Linked DNA regions of Mus musculus: region 2 is linked to region 1. The links are chromatin contacts, called in public HiChIP or PLAC-seq maps. All regions are on one chromosome and are shown on one strand. Each heading gives the region's core, a stretch centred on a gene start, on an enhancer-like site or on the middle of the called end of the contact. The rest is flanking DNA. Distances are from core to core; before and after follow the strand shown.

Region 1 (6,808 bases), core at 2,164-4,663:
GTCATGAGCCACCATGTGGGTGCTTCAAACTGAACCCAGGTCCTCCCGAAGAGCAGCACACACTCTTCTAAGTGCAGCTAGCAGCCTTCCCAGTTCCAGTCTATGTATTTTTGCTTGTAATATCTTTGTTTAGCTCTCACACTTCCCCCAAAGATTTAGGAATTATCTTCATCTAATTTCTGAGAATTTATGTAGAATTATAATTTTGTTTTTTTTTTTTTTTTTTTGGTCTTTCGAGACAGGGTATCTCTGTGTAGCCCTGGCTGTCCTGGAACTCACTTTGTAGACTGGGCTGGCCTCCAACTCAGAAATCCGCCTGCCTCTGCCTCCCGAGTGCTGGGATTAAAGGCGTGCGCCACCACGCCTGGCTATAATTTTGTTTCTTAAATGGTTAATAAAATTACTTATAGAGACATTGAGGCTGAAGTATTGTGCCAGAACAGTTTTCATTACAAACAAAACTATGTAACAATTGTAGAATTCTTTAAGATCTCATTTCTTCTAATGTGAGTTTTGGTAAATTACATGTTTTGAGGCGGTCTGCCCAGTTCCTCAGTGTGCTGACAACACTGTTCATTGCAACTCTTTGCTACTTTTTTCATAATTCTGAGGTTCTAGTGACTTCACTTTTTCATGTTATGTTCACAGTTTATGTTTTCTTCATGACTCTTAATAAGAGGTTATCCATTTTAGTTTGTCAAAGAACCACCACTATATTTATACTTTATTTTTTATAGTATGTTTTTCTATTTCACTAATGTTCTATTTTATCTTGAGTTTTTCTTTTTCTTTTCTAACTCCTTTAAAATGAAAAGTAAACTTCACGGATTCTTATGGCGAAGTTCCAGAGAAATCTGTTCTTTTAACAAACTGACAAAGTAAATTGATAATTTTAAACAATACCAAATTGTATTACAGACCTCATTCTTAGGTTTCTCAAATGTTTAACTGCCACCTAAACACCTCAAGATGGTTGTCCCATGGGTATTTCAAACTGGTCATATGCAAATCAGGCTCCCATCTCAGTCAGGAGCCCTACTACCTCAGCTGGACAAAGTCTCTCCAGGGCTGAAATCTGAGGTATGGGCTCCACCCTGCTCACTTACTCTTCTTTCAACGTTATCCTTCCATACCACCACCAAATTACAATGAAGTTTGTAATTAGCTTACTTAATATGTTCTGGACTAGGATCTTGTTCTATTTACAAATATATTTCCTACACCGAGAATGCCTGGCATTGTGTAAGGAATCAACACAAGCTATTAAATGAATGAGAGTACTATTTTGGAAACATAACAGAAGAATTGTATAATTAGTACAGAATGTTGTATAGTAGTTGGAAACTTGCTTTTCCCCACTCCTTTATTATAATGTCCTTTTGAAAATGGTAGGCTTGATTTTGGCAATTTTTTTCTCAAGCCTTTTCTAGAAAAAAAATACATAATTTTTACTAGCATGTTAATTACATAATAGGTTTCATCATATTTCCATGCATGTATGTAATGTATATAGGTCCTCTCTTACTAGCTGACCCTGTTTCTTTCTCATGTTTTTTGTTTGTTTGGTTTTGGTTTTGGTGATTGTTTTTGAACTACTCCATTTTATTAGTTTAAAAAAACAAAAAGCAGGATTCTGAGATTTACAAAAGCATGAAATCAATACAATTTGTATAAAGTTTTTTGCAAGTTCATCAGCAATTCATATCCAATATTCTGGAGACTGAAGGAAACAAAAGCCATGCTTTGATTTACAATGGCAGACAACAGTTACTGCCCTGGTCCTAGGTATCATACAGTGATGCTTATGATAACAGCACATCTAATGAACACATAAAATACCTTTGGTCAATGAGAAGTTAAAAATGAGAAAATGTGTAAAACATAAAACATACACACAGGGAAAAAAATAACTCAGATTTTTGGAATATAAAGTAGTTTAAAAGTTAAACCTGATTCTCCATACAAACAAGGGAAGTTGAAAGATCTTGAAAGATCTTGAACATCAACAGAAAAGTGTGTATTTCACGATTATATATAACCCTTGGTGATTTATAAAAACTAGACTTTAAAAATTCCTCCATAAATACAGAACTAACGTAATTTTAATTTTTTAAAAAAGATTTATTTATTCATTATTGTAAGTACACTGTAGCTGTCTTCAGACACACCAGAAGAGGGCGTCAGATCTCATTACGGATGGTTGTGAGCCACCATGTGGTTGCTGGGATTTGAACTCTGGACCTTCGGAAGAGCAGTTGGGTACTCTTACCCACTGAGCCATCTCACCAGCCCGTAATTTGAAATTTTATACCTAAAAATTAATTTTGAATGAATCAAATGTGCCTGTTCAATTTCTTTCTTTCCCCTCAGATAGATGGTGTAATGAGATACCTTGTCATTTCGGCTAGCCTTTAATTAGTGATCGATCCTCCTGCACCAACCTTCCCAATGCTGGAGTGCAGCAGTTTAGCACTACAGCTGTTCACTTTTATTTTATCCAACTGAGCATCCTTAAGGGCAGTGCATCATAGTTCTTCATTTCCTTTAAGCACTTACACAAGAAAAACATTTATCCATCTTTCTTTACCTCTTTTGTCTCTTCTGGGTCCGAATGATCCACAGTTATATAAAGATCATTTTGTAAATACTTCAGAGCACTAAGGGGATCCATTTGGGCCTTTTCTTCAAACCTAGAAAACACAAAACAAGGGAAGCAATTACTTTCAGTTATAAGAAATGGCCTTAAGGTTTGAAGAAAGGTATACTGCTTAGAGATGATCTCTTCTGGATATCTAAAAAACTGTTTTTGAGCATCCAGAGTAAGAGCGTACAGATGTCAGCTCTGCAGAGAGGCAGCAGAAATGCCCTGTGGCATAGACACAACTGTGCTGTCAGGATGTCTGTGGCAGGCAGAGCTCCTTACCGTTCCCTATGAAATGTGTGAAGGCTGGCAAGATGCCTCAGTAGGCAGAGTCTTCACCACCTCAGTTACTGAGGGGAGTTCACTCCTCAGAACTGATTTCCCTAAGTTGTCCTCTGATCTCCACACATATACCACAGTGTGCACACACATGTAAGTGTGCATACACTCACATAATAACTTTAAAAGACCCCAATGTGTCACATCAAAACCAAGTTGTTATAAACTAAACTTGCTTCCTTAGACTCACAGACTAGCTATGTATCTAGGCTCTGAGGCCCTAGAGAAAACAAATTCAGAACAGCCAGCTGAACAGTAGGGGACAATGAGGCAAACAATAAAGTCGCTGGAGCTGCTCCAGCATCACACGAGAAGGAGGGCCTTTATACCTGCTAAAATAGCTACTTTAACTGAGGTATCCTATGCATACCCCAGTCCCCTGCAATGTGAAATAAACCCACATTTCACTTTCCATTCTACTAAGGTCAGTAGAGAACTCGGTTTCCTGAAAGTACAATCTTCCCTCTTGCTTGTGGGCTCTGTTGTTGTTTCTACTCGAGGTTCTCATAATCAGTAAAGAGCGTTTCCAAAATTGGTTTCTGTAGTCTAGTACTGCATTTAGTCAATAATTATTCTCAACTGCTAAACATGATGTTAATACTGAAAGAAGGGGAGGGGGAAGGGGAGGAGGAGGGGGAGGGAAGGGAAGAAGGGAAGAAAGAGAAAAGAGGGGAGGGAGGACGGGAAGAAGACACAGTAAGTATGCATTCAAGGTCCTTTCCTAACAGTAGACACTACTGGAACAAATGACAAAAGCAACCATCAGAGAGGACTGAGCTGGCACGTGCTGTGTTACTTATATCCACTATTATATAATATATCCACTATTATCTAAGAGTGCAGGAATGGTGGGCCTTTCCTCTACATTCAGTCAAGACTTTAGTGGTTAAATTCTGAGATGAGTCAGTGGTTCTTTCCCCCACAGGAGCAAATGGCTGGTCATAAACTTTTCTTTCAATTTCAGTTACTTTATGAATTGATCTGATACTCTTAAGGTTTGGTAGTCTTCTACCACACATTTAAAAGTTTAGAGGATCCAGGACTGGAACAATGACTCAGCAGTTAAAAGCACTGGCTGCTCTTCCAGAGGATCTGAGTTCAATTCCCAGCAACCATATAGACATGCATGCAGGCAAAGCACCAATGAATGTAAAATAAGAATAAGTAAAATCATTTAAAAGAGAAAAGAGAAAAAAAAAGAAATAGCATGCCATTAAAAAAAGCTGGTGGGTGTGAGGGTGTGAAAGGGAGGAGAGAGGGGAGGGGCTATGATTGGGATGTAAAGTGAGTAAATAATTAATCCATTTTCATTCTCTTTATGACTTGACTACTCATTTCTTCTTATAAACTATGACCTACCTGCCCATCAAAAGTGTTCTATTTGAATAGTGGCGGTGCACACCTTTTATCCTAGCACTTGGGCAACAGAGGCAGGCAGATGTCTGTGAGCTCAAGGCCAGCCTGGTCTACAGAGTGAGTCCCAAGCCAGTAAGGGCCACACAGAGAAACCCAGTCTCAGGGGTGGGGAGTGAGGGGTGTTATAGTTGCTATTTTGCAATGCTAAGAAGCAAAACTAAGGCTAGGAAAAGTATTCTATCACTGAGCTATATCCCTGATCCAGAATATCTTTAAAGAAGAAAAATAAATGATAACAATTAAAATAATTTAGGCTGGCATGATTGTGTTAAACAAATGACCTATTATATATTTCTAGAAGAAATAAAAAGTAACTTTCTGGAGAATACTTTGATAACCCATCATTTATATCACCTTTTGGAATATAATTTATTATAATATTACAGAATTACCTAAGACATCTAGTGAGCTGATGTAATCCAAAGGTTTTAATAAAAGGAGACTAGTCAATTGCATATAAAATAGAATGCCATACAGCATTATATGATTGGCACTTGTTAGCATATTAACACTGTTTATAGTATTTCACTCACTCAGTGACTCAAGAGAATAAGACTCCTAATTTTCAGTTAAATAAAGTCTATACATAATAAAAATGTACAAGCTATAACCAAATATCAAATACTATTTGCAGGCAATCTAAAGGAAAGGCAGGGGAGTTAGCTCAGTGGATAAAGTACTTGCTGAGCAAGCATGGGGTCCTGAGTTCAGATCTCCAGAATCCACGTCAAATGCCTGGAAAGGCAGTGCACACTTGCTGGGAGGTGGAGACAGGGAGAATCTCTGGAGTCAGTCAAGCTGAATGGTTAACTCATCTCAGAGCTTAGCCCACAAAAGCCCTTGAAACAGAATTTAGTGTTTAAAGGCCCACCATTTCTCTATGTTCTTTACTTGGAGTAATAGTAGTGGCATAAAAACACAGAACACGCTGCCTCAGCCCTTTCTTATGGTTACTTTCGGCATTTGAGCTGAGAGCTAACATCCAATATTGAAAAAGGACCTTGAATGCATATTTATTTTTGTCTTTTAAAAGTTTACTTACGGGCTGGAGAGATGGCTCAATAATTAAAAGCACTGACTACTCTTCCAGAGATTCTGAGTTCAATTCCCAGCAACGACATAGTGGCTCATAACTGTCTGTAATAGGATCTGATGCCCTCTTCTGGTGTGTCTGAAGATAGCTACAGTGTACTCATTAAATAAATAAATAAATAAATAAATAAATAAATAAATAAATAAAATTTTAAAAAATATTTATTTATTCTTTTTGCTAGTCTTGAACTCAGATAGCTCCTCCTGACTTTGCTTGCTAAGTGCTGAGATTAAAGGCTTGAATCACTTCTCTGGGCTTCATCAGAAGTCTTTGAAAAGCTAACTAACTTTCCCCTACCAGTTGTTTCAGCTAGCTCAAAGACCTCAATGGTTAAACCTTATTAATAGTCCATTCCTTGTCATACTGCCTGTAAAAGCCACACCTCCTCTCTTTAGATTCTACAGAAAACAAACTTGTTGTTTGTTTACCAGTTCAGCTGAGTGACCTTATGAGTTATATAAGCCATTTAAAAATTCCCTCAGTTTTCTACTTTGACAAAATAATGACAATGGCAGTTTTTCACTCTATTATCTAATTACGAGACTAAGATTCAGACACTAACATATAGTAGTAAGTAAATGATAACCTAATCTACAAGCTTTTACTAGCACTTACGACTGCTAGTAACCCAAACAAGTACATTTCCACTACATTTTTAGTGACTTGCTAGATTGGAATAAATCATGTCTAACCAGTCACACAATTTCATAATTATTCTGCAATTGATGTGATTTTTTTCTATTAGCACTTCCAAAATTTCACTTGCTTTTAAAAAAATTAACCCCTGTATGTATCCTTACTTTGTATCTTCCTTTGAAAGAAGAAAGCATTTGTAAACCCAGTGCATTTATAGCACTTGACTACCTCTATCCCACAGCTAGGTCAAACCAAGAGTAGCTAGCAATGCTAATTAAAGACTTTTAATTATAAAGAAATTCTTTTCAGACAGGGTCTCACATGTAGCTTTGGCTATCCTGGAACTTACTATGTAGATCATGCAGGCCTTGAGCTCCGTCTGCCTCTGCCTGAGTGCTAGTATTAAAGGTGTAAGCTACCACGCCCAGATTAGTAAATTATATTTATACCTGTGTTTTCTTATGAGGTACTTGCAATGCCTCAGTAAGTAGTCTTTTGAAGGTCTACACAACTTCAGTGACCAGAAGTCATCTAGTCTCATCTTTGGAGAGCAAGATTTTCCTGGATTTCCACCAAATAAATAATGAACCTATAAAAAAACAAAAACAAAACAAAACAAAAACAACCACTCACAGACAGCAAACTGGAATTTAAAGAACACATACACACCCAAAAGACTATAC
Region 2 (6,808 bases), core at 1,423-3,922, 370 kb after region 1:
GAGCTTGGGGCTTGCAACACGTTCAGTGTCACACAACAGGGGCATGGCCCACAAAAAGAAAGACAGACAAGAAAAGATGTCAGGTGGTTCCCTCACTGTATAAGTGTCGGGATGTGCTTTGCAAATGAGGACAGTCTGCATCCCTTGGCAGTAATAACTGGGGGGGGGGGCTGTTTTCATGTAAGGGGCCTGTTCTAGGCAGAAAAGCTAGTACACAGGGCAGGGCTTCACAGATTTACACACCAGCAAATAACACGTGAGTATATACATATCTGGGTTGAAATGTAACATTAGCTCTTAGTCATTAATATGGTATTCTCATACGTTTTGAAACACGTCTTGACGAAGGTTTACGCTTCTAAAATGACCTTAAACTTACCCCCTAAGGATATGGTTGCCCAGGGGCTCTGCCAGTAGAGATAGTAATTTCTGTGTTCGGCTCCACACTTGTCAGGTGTGGTGGAACTCTGAAACTTACTGGGGCAGGTAAGACATTTGTGTGAGATTTGGCCTGACATGACTTTTAAAAAAAAAAAAAAAAAAAAAAAGAAATCAGCTCGGGTATGCCTCAGTCTGAGACAATGACAGCATACACAGAATACATTGATAGGGTTTAAAGAAGTAGCAATAGTATTTGTACCATCTCCAAAATGTGATGCTTCAACAGGAGTAAGCCGGAAATGCCGAGGCTCCTGGGACACCACATCAACCCGGTGTCCTGCTGCCATTTAGAGTGTGCATCAGCCGTCACCTAGTGTTATTTGGGGAATGAAACAGGTTTCAGTGCTAACATGGAATATGAGAATCTCTGTTCTGATACACAGCTAAATTTTACTATTAGGCAAAATACTGGTAACATTAAACAAAGCTAGATCAGCTGAGAGGACAGTTAAATGGTAGCTTCCTTCCTGTTGGTGTTGGGATGTCCCAGTAGATAATGATCCTGAAACAAAATTTTATTTGCGAATACTTGGTTTTCTTAGTTGGACTTCTCGATTCAGAAAGTATTTGTGGAAACATATAGAAGGTTAAGATAAAAGCTTGTGTTATGGAAGGAACAAGCTTCCATACTTCACATTTCATAACATTCTTAAGTCTATGTTGTAAAGACGAGGCTTCCCCACCATTTGGACTGAAATATCTAGTGAGGATGGAGGAGAGAAGTTGGAAACTCCCAAGGCTTCTGCTTGGTTGCAGACCTGTGGAAATCAGTATGGAGCAAAGAGATACAGAGTGGGGCTGGAGCATGGCTCATGACTGAGTGCTGACTGCTCCAGCAGAGAATCCAGGTTTGAACTGCCAGGGTGTTCGAGGTCCTCTTTTGGCCTCTGACCCTGGTGCACATAAACTCATGCAGGCACATAACACGTTTAAAAAAAATTTTTAAAAGAAATATAGGAAGATGGTGTCATTTCAGATATGTGTCCTGAGTGGGTTTTTTTTAAATCTCAATTTACAGAATTTTTATGTCCACAGAGTGTTGGAAGTAGTTAGGTACTCAGAGCAAGCACCACTTGTGTAGGGCATACATTCACTTGGATGCCTGTTGCCCGAGTCAGGTAGCTGAGTTGGGGAGTCCATGTAGAACTCATTATATAAAGTTGTTGATTTAAAGCCTATAGCGCAGCGCATCTGTCCGGTTCCCGCGCCTTTTCCTCGTGCACATCCTTTGGCAGCGTGTCTTTTGTTTCCCCAGGCACACAATCTTCTAATGCAGCCTGTGAGTGGCAGCCCCTTTGACATAGGTCACCCAAGACCATCAGAAAACACAGATATTTACATTATGACTCCTAACAGCAAAATTACAGTTATGAGGTAGCAACAAAAACTAATTTATGGTTGGGGGTCAGCACAACATGAAGAACAGTATTAAAGGGCCGCAGCATTAGGAAGGTTGGGAACCACTGCTCTGACATAATGTTTGGATTCAGTCTCAAACACTGACTGCTCTTCCTCCGGCATTTGTCAGCTTGGATTTTACCCCTCTAGCATGGAGGTGGGGGTTGGGGGGAGGGCAGGCACAGGCAACTCAACCTGACTCTCCTTTCACAAAAGTTACAGATGCTCTACGTGGGGTTGTCCTGATGACTAGAGTCAGAGAGAAATCACCCAATGGTGTCTGCGGTCAGCAGTGTTAGTTCTCTAGACAGGCAAATGGCCCTAAATGGTAAAGTGCAGGATAAAGACCCAGGATGCTTGGATGAGGGGCACACTCTTGGGCCCCACAGAGGCATCAACACAGGTTGTTCAAGAACACATTGAAACATTTGTTTATGAAGGCTGGGTTACACCTTTGTTTCAGCTCTTGTTAGTTTTTCAACAAAAGTTAACATTTCCTTTTTTATAACTTTCCCACCTCCATGGAATCCCCAAACCATGGCCCCGGCCTCTTAGCCTGAGAGTGTGGTACCTGCCTGCCTGTACCTACTTCAGACTCACCAGCAGTCATATACAGAGAGCAAGCTCTGGCATTGGTGTGGGATACGTTGGTAAATTGCCGGTGTCGACATCATAATTCTCTCTCGCCTGGCGGAGGAGCCAGCTCTCCTTGTGGTTGGCTGTGGTTTCCTCTGGGCTGGGGAGAGTGGCAGGGAAACAACGAACCCTGTCTAGTTTTGACTCTGCCCGGGTGTAATGCATCCTGCGGCTCTCCTGAGATGGGCTGTGAGAGGCTTACCAGAAGGTTGGCAAATGAGACTTCCACACGCCTCAGCACCCGGTAGCCAATGGCTTGCTGAGCCAACATAGATTACCCCCTTGTGGTTTCATTCATCAAGGGGATCCCCGGCTTCATCAGAACACAGCCATGACTCTTCCCTGCCTCCTCCAGAAAAGCAAGTGCGCACATCTTGCCCTAAGAAGAACTCGGGGTGCCCTGGGTAAGCAGAAATGGGAGGGATCCTCCCCTAGTTTCCTCTGTGTGGATTGGGGGTGTTAGGGAAAGAAGCTCAGAGCTGCTTTTCTTTGAGTTTTCTTTTTTTTTTTTTAACCCAACTGCTATTCAGCGTTTCCTTCTGTCTCACCCTCTTCATGTGTAACCCACCTTCATCAAGTTGTACTTTCAGTTTCACATTTTAAATTACAGGATTCCTCTTTTCCTTGTGCATTTGAAAGGTTTTTGTAAACTAAGTAGCCACAGTTACTAAGTTACTAATTACGCCTAGTTCCTGGTTCTAAACCAGTTTTTAGGAAGTTTTTAGGAGGTGCTTTCACAGCTAGGCAGAGGGGAACGATCCCTGTAATGAGTTTAGGAACTGATGGTAACATGTCTGTCCGGCTTGCCCGTCTCAGAGGCCAACCTCGGAAAGAACACTGCTGAATCTTTTCTGGTGAAGTCAAGATCTCTCTTCCCCGTCTGTTGGTCTGTTTTCTGTCGGCCAAGCAGCTCATCCCTGTCTCTGGGCGTGGGCTTTGGTCTGTGTACATTCAGTGTGGTGGCATTTTTCTAGAAGAAGTGACTAAATCTTCTTGGATGAATTCTCTCTTTGAACGAGGTGGTTGGTTGCATCAGAGAGGCATTTACAGTAAATGGCTCCCCCTTCCTGTGCTGGCCACATGCGAAAGAATGCTCTAATTCTTGTTTTGAGGAAGCAGGAGCTATACAGCTCTGAAAACTCCCTGGTCTCATTAAATAGCCAGATTTGAATCTTAAAATTTTTTTCAAGTTGGAATCACTTTGTGCTCCCTAAATAAATGGCGCAGAGAGAGAAAGCTTTCCACTCCCGAATTCTGTCTGGAGCGCCTGATAGTTCCCAGTTCAGAAAGAGGAAATGGCATTGAATATAGATGTAGTGACGAAGGTCTAAAGTAAGTTCTTCACAGCCATTTTGTATTCCGGCCATCTGCTTCTTAGGTGTATGGGTGCTTGGTCTTTGGTGCCCTGGTTCTCAGTGCGATCCCGTAGCTCTTTGCCGAGGTTCTCAGGAAGCAGGTCTTCCCCCTAGTGGAAATGCGTGAGGGCGCTCTGGCTGTTCTTTGAGGGAACTTTAAGGTGCAAGCCCCATACAAGAAAACGTACGCAGTATTCCAAATGAGTTTATGTTAGGTGTTCATGTAGTCACCAATTAGTTTATAATTTTTTAAGCCTAGATTTAACTTTACATTTTTATAATACAAAACTATTTTGTATTTTTGTAATTCACAGAGTATATTATCTTTCATTTTGTTGTCTAACAGTGGTTCACCCTTTTATCTGACTACTTTAAAAACTTAAAAATCCACTTACTTATGTGCCCACGCGCTATGGCACATGCGTGCTGTGCACGTGTGGAAGTCAGAGGACAATATACAAGAGTCAGGTGTGGTTTTCCACCTAACTTTGAGTTCTTGCATGGAGCTCAGGACAGCAGACTTGGCAGTGACTTGCAACATACTGCCATCATGCTGGCCTGTCTGTCAGCTCAAACCCAAGTAAGTTACAAGGGCCTCTTTATTTCTGTATTGAAATATAAATATTTTACTTATACATTGCTTTTCTCCTTTATATTGAATTTAGGGAATTGCCCTAGCCTTTTAAAAGCTATTTATACACTTGTTGATATTACTGTTGAGTAGTATTTTGGAACAGTACCACGTGATAGAGCTTATTATTATTATTTCATTAATAGAAAGGGGGGCTTTGGAGGCCAGGGCCATTGCTCAGTATAAAATAGGGAGGAATGTACTGCTGTAATCCCAGTGCTCCTGTGGAAACGAGTCCCAGCCGCTAGCCTGGCACATAAAAATGGGCAAATATTGAGGTAGAAGGTGAGGACCTACGGCCGAGGTTGTTCTTTGACAGCATATTCGTGCCCGGTAACATCTGTGCATTCACACACACACACACACACACACACACACACACACACACACACACAGAGGAGGACCCCGTGCTGAGCAGGGTTTTGAACCACTGACCTCACTGCTCCTGCTGTTTCCACAGGAAGGGCAGTGTAAGGAAAAACAGGTATGGAGAGAAGTTTATCCATCACGGTGTAAACTAGCCGAGGAGTTAAAAATAAACACAGATTTTCTTGCAGTGGGACATTGTGTCCCTGCCTTCTTACCGTGAACCTGTTCAGTGTGTGCCATTTGAACTTGAGACAGTCCCATGCAGCCTAGCACAGCACAGGGAAGGGACTGACTGTATAGTCGAATGACTCTCCTGGGATCAAAGCTGTGTGAGTAGGCTGACCACCACAGTGGTTTCTGGTGCTTCCTCTTGGGCTCGTGATTTTTAATTTCCTAGGCCTTTTATTTGGATAATGTCTTGATATTGTATGGGTGTAATTATTTTTCTCAATTCTTTTTGGATTACTAGTGGAAGATTTTATTTTGCTCTTTGCTGTCCTCAATTTTCTGTTGTTTCCAGGGTCTTTTTGTTGTTTATCTTGTTTATTTTTGATGTCGATGTCTCTGTCTGTGTGTGTGTTGGAAGGGTGCCTCTCCCACATGGGTGGTCTCCCTGTATTGTGCTATTGGAGAACTGCTGAGAGTTGGGGGGAGCAGGCTTTATTTGGGAGTTCTCATGGCCATGTGAGTGGTTCAGTCCTCACGAGGCTTTTACTTAGAGAGTCACCTCCCTGTTTTCATCACCTGGGGTGGGGTGAAGTCAACACAGGAGACCTGCTTGTGTGACACCAGACACTGTCATTACCTCCTTCCATTCTTCTGACCACTTCTATCCCATACTACACTTGCGTCCTTTGAACTTGGAGCCATATAGAGGTTCTGAATAAACTCGCTTGGCCTCCTCTGTGTCTCAGACAGAGGCCAGGACAAGAGCTGCCTCTGCTTAGCATATTGGGTTTCACTTCACCCTCCAGACATTTGAGCAAATTTCTCCACTCTGGAGAGTGTGTGTGTGTGTGTGTGTGTGTGTGTGTGTGTACAGAAGGGGGGAGTGTGTGTGTGTGCCAGGATAAAGAGCAAGAGTACCTCTCAGTGATGGATTCATACCTCTCATGTAGCACAGCACCCCTGAAGCATACCCCATCTTAAAATGGCAAGTCTCTCTACTAGTTATCAGAATTAAATCGGAACAGTTAGCCAGATGTGTTAAGTTTTCTTTAGTGTGACAAAGTATCCAAGATAATCTAGTTTCTAAGGAAGGGAGAGCACTTGGCCCATGCTCTGATTTATAGTCGGGTCTGCCTATTGTTTAGGGTCTGTGTTGAAGCAGCCACATAGTTGTGGAGTTGCTGACCTCATGGTGACTAGGAAGTGAAAGAGAGCAGTGTTATGAGTCCAGCATAATCCTTCATGAGCTTATCCGCAGTGCTCTAGTTTCCGTCTCTTAGACTCCACCTCCTGAAGGCTCTGTCTCCAATGTGTGTCATTGAGGACTTAGGACCAAGCCATACAAGGGATCTTGTAGGACTTTGGGATTCGGTACTATTTGGCATTTAGTCATGGAAAAGGGTTAATTAATGGGGCACCGTAACTGGGGTGGGGGTCCCCGAAATCTAACTGAGGAGGTTCCTAATGGAATGAAAGTGAACTGATGTCGCTTCACAGAGTGCTCATTGCCTGGTTCTTTCCAACCTAGTTGTTAAAATGATAAAAGTAGTGGTTGGTGGCTGTTCTTGATCTGTGGTTGCCATTGCCACTTGGCTCCTTATGTGCCACTTGGTTCCTGGGAAGTGCAAACCCTCCCATTTCTTCCTGTTGTTTGAGACATTTCTAGATTGTCCCCATTTGTTTGCTAAGAACCGCCAAACCCATGTTGAGTGTTCTTGTCTCTGTCTGTCGTGCATGCTATGAAATGGGAAATGTAGATACCAATTAGTCAGTTCCAGGTCCCTGACAGTTGATGAATTAACTGTAGGAA

What was found. HiChIP or PLAC-seq counts read pairs in DNA pulled down with a chosen protein or histone mark.
Region 2: a contact with region 1 is called in a BATF HiChIP or PLAC-seq map of CD8 T cells, with 8 read pairs. The contact joins two enhancer-like sites. A contact is called at or near these places in 1 of 484 Hi-C or Micro-C datasets (bone marrow-derived macrophages), 6 of 115 datasets of contacts at active chromatin or transcription factors (the 230-238 cell line, CD8 T cells, the NIH/3T3 cell line and 2 more) and 1 of 9 other capture datasets (embryonic stem cells).

The regions. Positions count from the first base shown.
Region 1 is chr6:31,492,551-31,499,358 of GRCm38.p6, reverse strand. It overlaps Mkln1 (muskelin 1, intracellular mediator containing kelch motifs), which reads right to left. Exons shown (of 18, transcript NM_013791.2): 15 at 6,575-6,714; 16 at 2,588-2,690. Among named protein-coding and RNA genes, the nearest start is that of Podxl, 68 kb to the left of the region's middle. Within about 2 kb of position 3,413, at least 10 of the 459 cell types and tissues checked have an H3K27ac peak or open chromatin away from gene starts, as enhancers often do. A contact at or near this core is called in CD8 T cells, where this site is marked.
Region 2 is chr6:31,122,520-31,129,327 of GRCm38.p6, reverse strand. All of the region lies in intron 3 of Lncpint (long non-protein coding RNA, Trp53 induced transcript), which reads left to right. Among named protein-coding and RNA genes, the nearest start is that of Mir29b-1, 63 kb to the right of the region's middle. Within about 2 kb of position 2,672, at least 247 of the 459 cell types and tissues checked have an H3K27ac peak or open chromatin away from gene starts, as enhancers often do. A contact at or near this core is called in CD8 T cells, where this site is marked.